2 separate regions of the Macaca mulatta genome follow, and region 1 is linked to region 2. A link is a contact called in public Hi-C data. All regions are on one chromosome and are shown on one strand. The core of a region is the stretch at or near the end of the contact, and the rest is flanking DNA. Distances in the headings are between cores, read along the strand shown.

What was found. Hi-C and Micro-C count contacts between places; a contact is called where the count stands out from the background.
Region 1: a contact with region 2 is called in a Hi-C map of liver, with 1.6 times the contacts expected there. The contact joins the promoter of SLC25A23 here to the promoter of KHSRP in region 2. A contact is called at or near these places in 2 of 14 Hi-C or Micro-C datasets (fetal cortex germinal zone and liver).

The regions. Positions count from the first base shown.
Region 1 is chr19:7,338,379-7,341,386 of T2T-MMU8v2.0, forward strand. SLC25A23 (solute carrier family 25 member 23) reads right to left here and starts at 1,580. Exons shown (of 10, transcript NM_001257915.1): 1 at 1,299-1,580; 2 at 19-145. The coding sequence starts at 1,454. It overlaps LOC106994620 (a long non-coding RNA gene), which reads left to right. Exons shown (of 6, transcript XR_003725139.2): 1 at 1-266; 2 at 1,931-2,148; 3 at 2,466-2,586.
Region 2 is chr19:7,300,520-7,303,924 of T2T-MMU8v2.0, forward strand. KHSRP (KH-type splicing regulatory protein) reads right to left here and starts at 1,512. Exons shown (of 20, transcript XM_077979602.1): 1 at 1,154-1,512. The coding sequence starts at 1,402. SLC25A41 (solute carrier family 25 member 41) reads right to left here. Exons shown (of 7, transcript XM_028839863.2): 7 at 2,731-3,254. The coding sequence ends at 3,082.

The DNA of each region.
Region 1 (3,008 bases), core at 330-2,829, 38 kb after region 2:
CAGGCGGCCCCACCTTACCGTCCTGGTTCCGGTCAAGACTGTGAAACATGAGCAGCAGACGCTGTTCCCGCTCCTGGAGGTAGCGGGAAAATTCCTCCAGGTCAAGCCCGCCATCTGGGTCAGCGTCACCCTCAGAGGAGATACCCTGGCAGAGGAAAAGGGGACAGAGGTGACTCCAGCAACCTGCTCCTGATCTGGAGGGGACGCACGTCACCTTATGCCTTAGGAGCCCAGAGCCCCCAGTGCCTTGAGGAAGGGGACAGAAGGTATCACCCCACTTCTCCCTCAGTCGGCTAGCTTCTCAGTCAGATCCCTACAGCCACCACAGGTCTGTGCCGTGGGTGTGAGTGGTCTAGTTTTCCTGGTGAGCAAACTGAGGCTCTGCAAGGTCAAGCCACCAGTTCAAGGTCACAGAACCAGGAAATGGTAACCTTGGGTTCTCGTCTCTAAAGCCTGTCCTCCCAGCCGTCTCTTGTTTTTAGTTTTTATTTTTTTTTTAGGTACCTCATTCCTGTTGAACCCAACTGCCTCTTTAAAAAACCCTGTCCACATGGGGGTCCTAGGAGTTCCCTTTGGAGGCAGCCCTGGGTGACGTGGGGTAGGAGAGAACCAAGCGGAGTGGCTGAGGCCTTGGTTTTTCCCAGTTGGGAAGTGGGAGGTTGGACTGGTCTCGGGGACACTGTGGTTGTTTTAGGGCGATCTGGGGCTACAGGTGTGGGAAGGGCCTGCAAGGTGGAGGTGGGGGTGGCGGGGGGGCAAATCCTTGTGATAGGTGCATTTTCAGCTGCTGGTGACCGCAGATAGGATTGGGTCCCTGGCTGGGGCAGCCCGGGACAGTGAGCCAGGCCCGTGAACAGCCCATGAAAGGGCAGGCCAGGGAATGTAAACACAGGGACGGGGGGTAGCTGCAGGCCAGGGCAGTAGGTGCCCAGAGGATGGAGGGTGTGTCTCCTGGAGGTGGGAGCAGGGCACGTCTTGGGCTGTGCAGTCCGGAGGAGGGTGTGTCCCGGGCAGTGGGCAGGAAAGCGCCCCCATCTCTTCCCAGGCAGACGCCCCCTGCTCCCAGGGAGGGGGATCGGGTGTTGGTCGCGGAACTGCAGACTTGGGGCCTCGGCAGCCCTGTCTTGAGCGATTCCGTTAGGCCAAACACGAGTGGGTAGGGGGAAGGAGATAGAGACACAGACCCTGGAGTCTAGCCACAGGTAGTCCCTGGTGGCTCCGGCCGCCCCATTCCGGGGCTTAGGTGACCGCGAGCGGGCGGGGCCGGGAGGGGAGGAGGTCCCCGGGAGTGGGGGTACCTGTTGGGCGCCGGGGTCTGGGTTGCCCCCGCCCAGCCTGGCCAGCCCCTGGCGCAACTCGTGCACGTCCACGCGGCCATCCTTGTTACTGTCCAGCTCCTCGAACAGGCGACCCCAGCGCTGCCGCCGCTCCGCGTCACCCGGGCTCCCCCGCATGGCGCCCGCCCGGGGGGGAGGGGAGGCCCGGCAGCGGCGGCCTCAGCGGGGGCTTCTCGGCTCCCCCTCCCCCCCGGGACCCCGCAGGGTCAGCTCCCGCGGCCGCCGGCTCCGCAGCCTCCGTGCAGCCCGCTGGGCTCTGGCACTTGCGGGAGGTGGTGACTGCTAGCCGTCGCCGCCCGCGCCAGAACTTGCGTCTCCTCCCCCGACCCGCATTGGGGGGAGGGGACCGAGGGCGGAGCTGGGGGCGTGGGGAGGGAATGTCTGGGATGGTCTGGTATTGCACAGCCGAGGGAACACAAGAGTTCTTTCTGGGAAGAGGGGCTAGGGAGCTCAGTGGTCTCAGAGTTCCGCCTCTGCGTGCCTCAGTTTACCCTTTTCCCCTTTGCCCAAGGGGGCAAGGTAGAGAGCTGTCGGGGATTGGGTTTCATAATCCCCTTCCACTTGACCTCCCCGCCACACCCACTAATCTTCAGGAACTCAAGTTCTCGCTTCTGCCAGACGCACGCAAGAACCCTGCAACATCTCGCTCTCTCTCTGCCCGCCCACGCCGGACACCTTCTCCTCTCGGCCGCAGAAACAGAAGATCCAGGCGCTATGCGCTCCCACTGTCCTTTCCTCCCGCCCGCGCGCCTCCTTTCTCTGTCCCACTCCGACCGGGAAACAGAAAATCAACACGCGGCGCGGCTGCAAGGTCGGTTTCCTATTGGTCAGCGCCGCCTGGGCTGAGCCCGCCCGCCCCGCCTCTTCTCCCACCTGGGCGGGGCCTCTCCGCGGACCCCCGGCTGCCGCCTGCCCGCAGTCCAACCACCTGCCAGGCGATCTTAAAGAGGCCGCGGCCGCATTGAGACGCTGCGCGGCATGGGGAGGGGGTGGCTCAATGTCCCGGGCGCGGGGTTGAGGATCCCAGTGTTCGAGCGCTGGAGGCGGGGCCCCAGCCTGTAGCACTCGCTGCACCTGCGGAATGTCCCTACTACTAGTTTCAGGCGCAGTTTCTCTATTCACCATTAGGGGGAAGGCAGCCCAGACCACTTGACAGCGAATAATAACAAAAGCTCACTTTGATTCAGTGCGTTGCACATGCCAGGGCTTTTACTCACCTCTCGCGTCGTCGTTGCCGAAACCCTATAAGGTAGGTGGTACTGGCGTTCGCACTTTGCAGATAAGGAAACGGAGGTTAACTCATTCTCCCCAGTCCTGATGCCCACTAAGGGGCAAAGTAGGGGTTTAAAGAGATCTGGGATCCTTAACCATCACTCTATCCCCTAGAAGAAATTAATCCTTTTTTTTTTTTTTTGAAACGGAGTTTCTCTGTTGTTGCTTAGGCTGGAGTGCAATGTCGCGACCTCGGCTCACTGCAACCTCCGCCTCCCGGGTTCAAACGATTCTCCTGCCTCAACCTCCCGAGTAGCTGGGATTACAGGCGCCCGCCACCAGCCCCAGCTAATTTTTTTAATTTTTAGTGGAGACAGGGTTTCACCATGTTGGCCAGGCTGGTCTCGAACTGTTCACCTCGTGATCCATCCGCCTCGGCCTCCCAAAGTGCTGGGATTA
Region 2 (3,405 bases), core at 262-2,761:
AAGTTCCATCTCAGACACGTGAAGAGCAACTTTAAAGAAACCTCAACCCAGCAAACTTAGGATCAGAGTCCAGGTTTAGAAACCTAAATCATATTAAGAATCTTCCTTTCTACCAGTCTCCATTTTTCTATGTTGCCCTAGAGCCAAAGTTCATGGGACGCCCACAGGGGGCCTGTCCCCACCAACTGACAGCACCAGCTCCCTCCCTTCAAGCTGCCCCAGAATCAAGACGGTTCCATGGGCAATAAGACCAAGTGCACGCTAGAACCCACCCAACTCCAAGGGTGAGTTAGTCAGAGACCACAGAGGGCCAGAACACAGGCGTTCACCTAACGGGACCTCCCACCTTGGGAGGAGCCAGTCTCTAGCCCCGGAGGCATTGGGACAGCCCAGGAGCCGGTCGGTTTCCCGAAAGGCTGCAAAGTCCTCCCATTCTACAGACCACCAACCCTCCAGGCCATGAGGAGGCTGCAAATGGAGCTGGAGAGGTCAGTCCTAGTAGCATGTGACACTTCCTTGTTGTCATCACGCCTTAATACACGGTGGTGGGAGACCCTCCCTTCTTTCCCCCAGAGAGACAGACCACGCTTTCAAGCCACCAAAGCATCCAAAAGCCAGTCCCCATGCTCGTCTTCCCCATTTCGCACAAGTGCTCAGTCCTAGACAGGTCCCCATCCACTTTCCCGACTCAAGAGCAAGGACTGTCCCTCCCACCCCCACAATGTCCCTTCCTTCTAGGGAGGGAACAGAAATGGGATAGAGTTGGGGGCAAACACTGCCCTTTGCCCTGATATGGAGAGGAGAGTAAAGACTCTCCACCCGGGAAGGTGGACCCCTGCCTCCAGGCATGTCCTAAGGCGGGGGGCTAACGGGGGCTCCCAAAAGTGCGTCCCGGAGCTCAGGGGCACCTGCATACCCAGGGGCCGCTCCTGGTGACCCCCAGTGCGCCCCTACCCCCTGCAGGGGGGTCACCCGCAGGGAGCCCACTCGAGGCGCAGCGGGAGGGCCAGGCCCCCGCCTACCGCCCACGTGACCCCGCGACGGCCCGGGCCCCCCCTCCGCGACCCCGCGCGCGCGCGCGCACGTGACCCCCGCCCCCTCCCCCGCCTGCGCGCGCGCGCGAGCGCGCCCCTCAGGCCCTCGGCCTCCTCACCTGGCGGGCCCGCTGCACGGCGTCGGCGAAGGCGTCCTTGCGGATTCCCGGGCCGCCTCCGCCGGGTGGCTGAGAGGGGCCCCCGGCCGACCCCCCGCCCGGGCCGCCGCCGCCAGGGCCGCCGCCGCCCCGGTCCCCCGCGCCTGGCGGGCCCGGCGGAGGGCCTCCCCCGGCGCCCCCGGCTCCCCCGCCCCCGCCGGCGGGTGGCGGCGGCCCGGGCGGGGGTCCTCCCGTGCTGTAGTCCGACATGGCGCGGCGGGGCCGGGCCTGGCGCGGAGGCTGAAGCTGAGGAGGCGGCGGCGGCGGCGGCGGCTCAACGCGGGAACAAGGCCTCGCTCCACACGGCCGCGGAGCACTCTGGGAACCCAGCCGCTGGGAAGACGACGAGGGGGGAGAGGGTGGCCCCCTCCCGCCGCCGGCGTGACGGACGGCTCCTGCGGGCCAATGGGAGGCAGACGCCGCACCCCGGACGCCAATCGCGAGCTCTGAAGGAGGTGGCCAATCGGAATGCAACGAGGGGCAGTGGGCGGGAGGCTCAGAGTGACTGACAGCTCTCAGAGGCAATAGCTGCGAGCTGCCGGTGCTGGGCGGGCAAATGAAGGCGATCTGAGAAAGCAGGAGGCCCAATGAAACGCGAGTGCCAGATTCGCGGGGCGGCTTCAGAATTAGATTGACGGTTCTGAAGAGTCACGTGGACTGTAAGGCAGGGCCTAGTGAAAGACTCCTATGGACTGGCTGGGTGGGCGTTCGGCTTGATAGTCGTGGACAGAAGCCAATGAATGCACGTGAGAGGTGGTGCTTGTAAAGATGGGCAGTGAATTTAATCCAATCCCTGACGAGTTCTGGGTGATGAGGTTGGCTTTGGACTTTAATTGCTTCCCTTGTTAACCAGAATCCCTTTCTAGCCCTGACTTCTAAACCAATGGCTGAGCGACATGGGTGGGTGTTCGGTGACTGACACTGGTCTGGACAAATGGGAATGAAGGAAATCAAGGCGCCCAGTTTTGGTGGGAGCCAGTGGAAGTGCCGCTGCATTGGGGCGGGGTCGGCCACCAGACAGCGAGAGGGGATTAGCGGGAGCTGTAGTGAATGGCAGCCGACGTGGGCGGTGGCAACCGGCTGCCCGAACTCAGGCCTGACGTCTGGGTTAGCTCCCTGGGAGCCTGGCTGGGTAGGCCAGGCACGTGGCCCGCTTGAAGCGTTAGAGATCGACCGCTTCTGGGGGTGGGGAGGCCGGAAAGCAGGAAACCTGGGATCCCCTGGGCCCTCTTCTTTCTCGACCCCCCATCTAGAGCGTCCAGTTCTCTTGCAGGACTCAAGGAACCAGCCCCCCTACCGAGTCCAGAGCCGTTCCAACAACCGGGATCCAGGGATCACAGCCCCTCACTTCACACCCCTCACTCCCTTCGCATAATGCCCTGGGAATAGAGCCTCAAGCTCCTATCCTGGGTCCTCACCTCCTCTCCTGGACACAAATTCCCATTCAGTACCCAGAGGCGCAAGGTCCCCAGCTCCCCTACTGGGTCCAGGGATCTCATGCACCCAGTTCCACTCCTAGGCCCAGGTATCCAGACACGTTCAACAAAAACCATCTCTTTATTCCTCGTTGTGTGACATGTTCACCATTTCGCCCTGGAGCCAGGACGACCCACAAGGAGCCAGACTGGAGTCCACGTTTCTTGTCTCAGGCTGCACCGTGGGGAGGGAGCCCCGGGAATCTTCTGACGCAGCATCACCCCCCACCCACCAACCCCAGCCTCAGGAATCTTCTGACCCAGCGCCCCACCCCCACCCCACCCCCAGCCTGCTTTTGCCACCAACAACTGCTCCAGGGCCTGAGCCTTGAGGCCTTGAGGGCTCTTTGAGGCCAGGGGTCATCAGGTCCTCCTGTCCCATTTCTGCCTAGGCTGTGTCGTCCAGCTCACAGCCTATACGCCCAGGGTTTTCTTCATGGCTTCGTACACCACATAGCTGATGCCACCTGCTGGTAAGACCTTCAGTAGCGTGGGGGTCATGCCTCGGTACAGCCCTAGCCAGCCCTGCTGGGCCAGGATCCGCTGGAGGACTCCGCGCATGGTGGGATTTGAGCCCTCCACGGTATCTGCAGGGACACAGACAAGATCAGAACTAGGCCAGAGATGACCCGGCCTCCTAGGAGTCTGGAATGTTGCAGACAGGTGCTGAAGCCACCGGTAGGGAGGGGCCCCAGGGGTCAGTAGGAAAGGAATTTCGAAGTCTTAGAGGAAATTGGT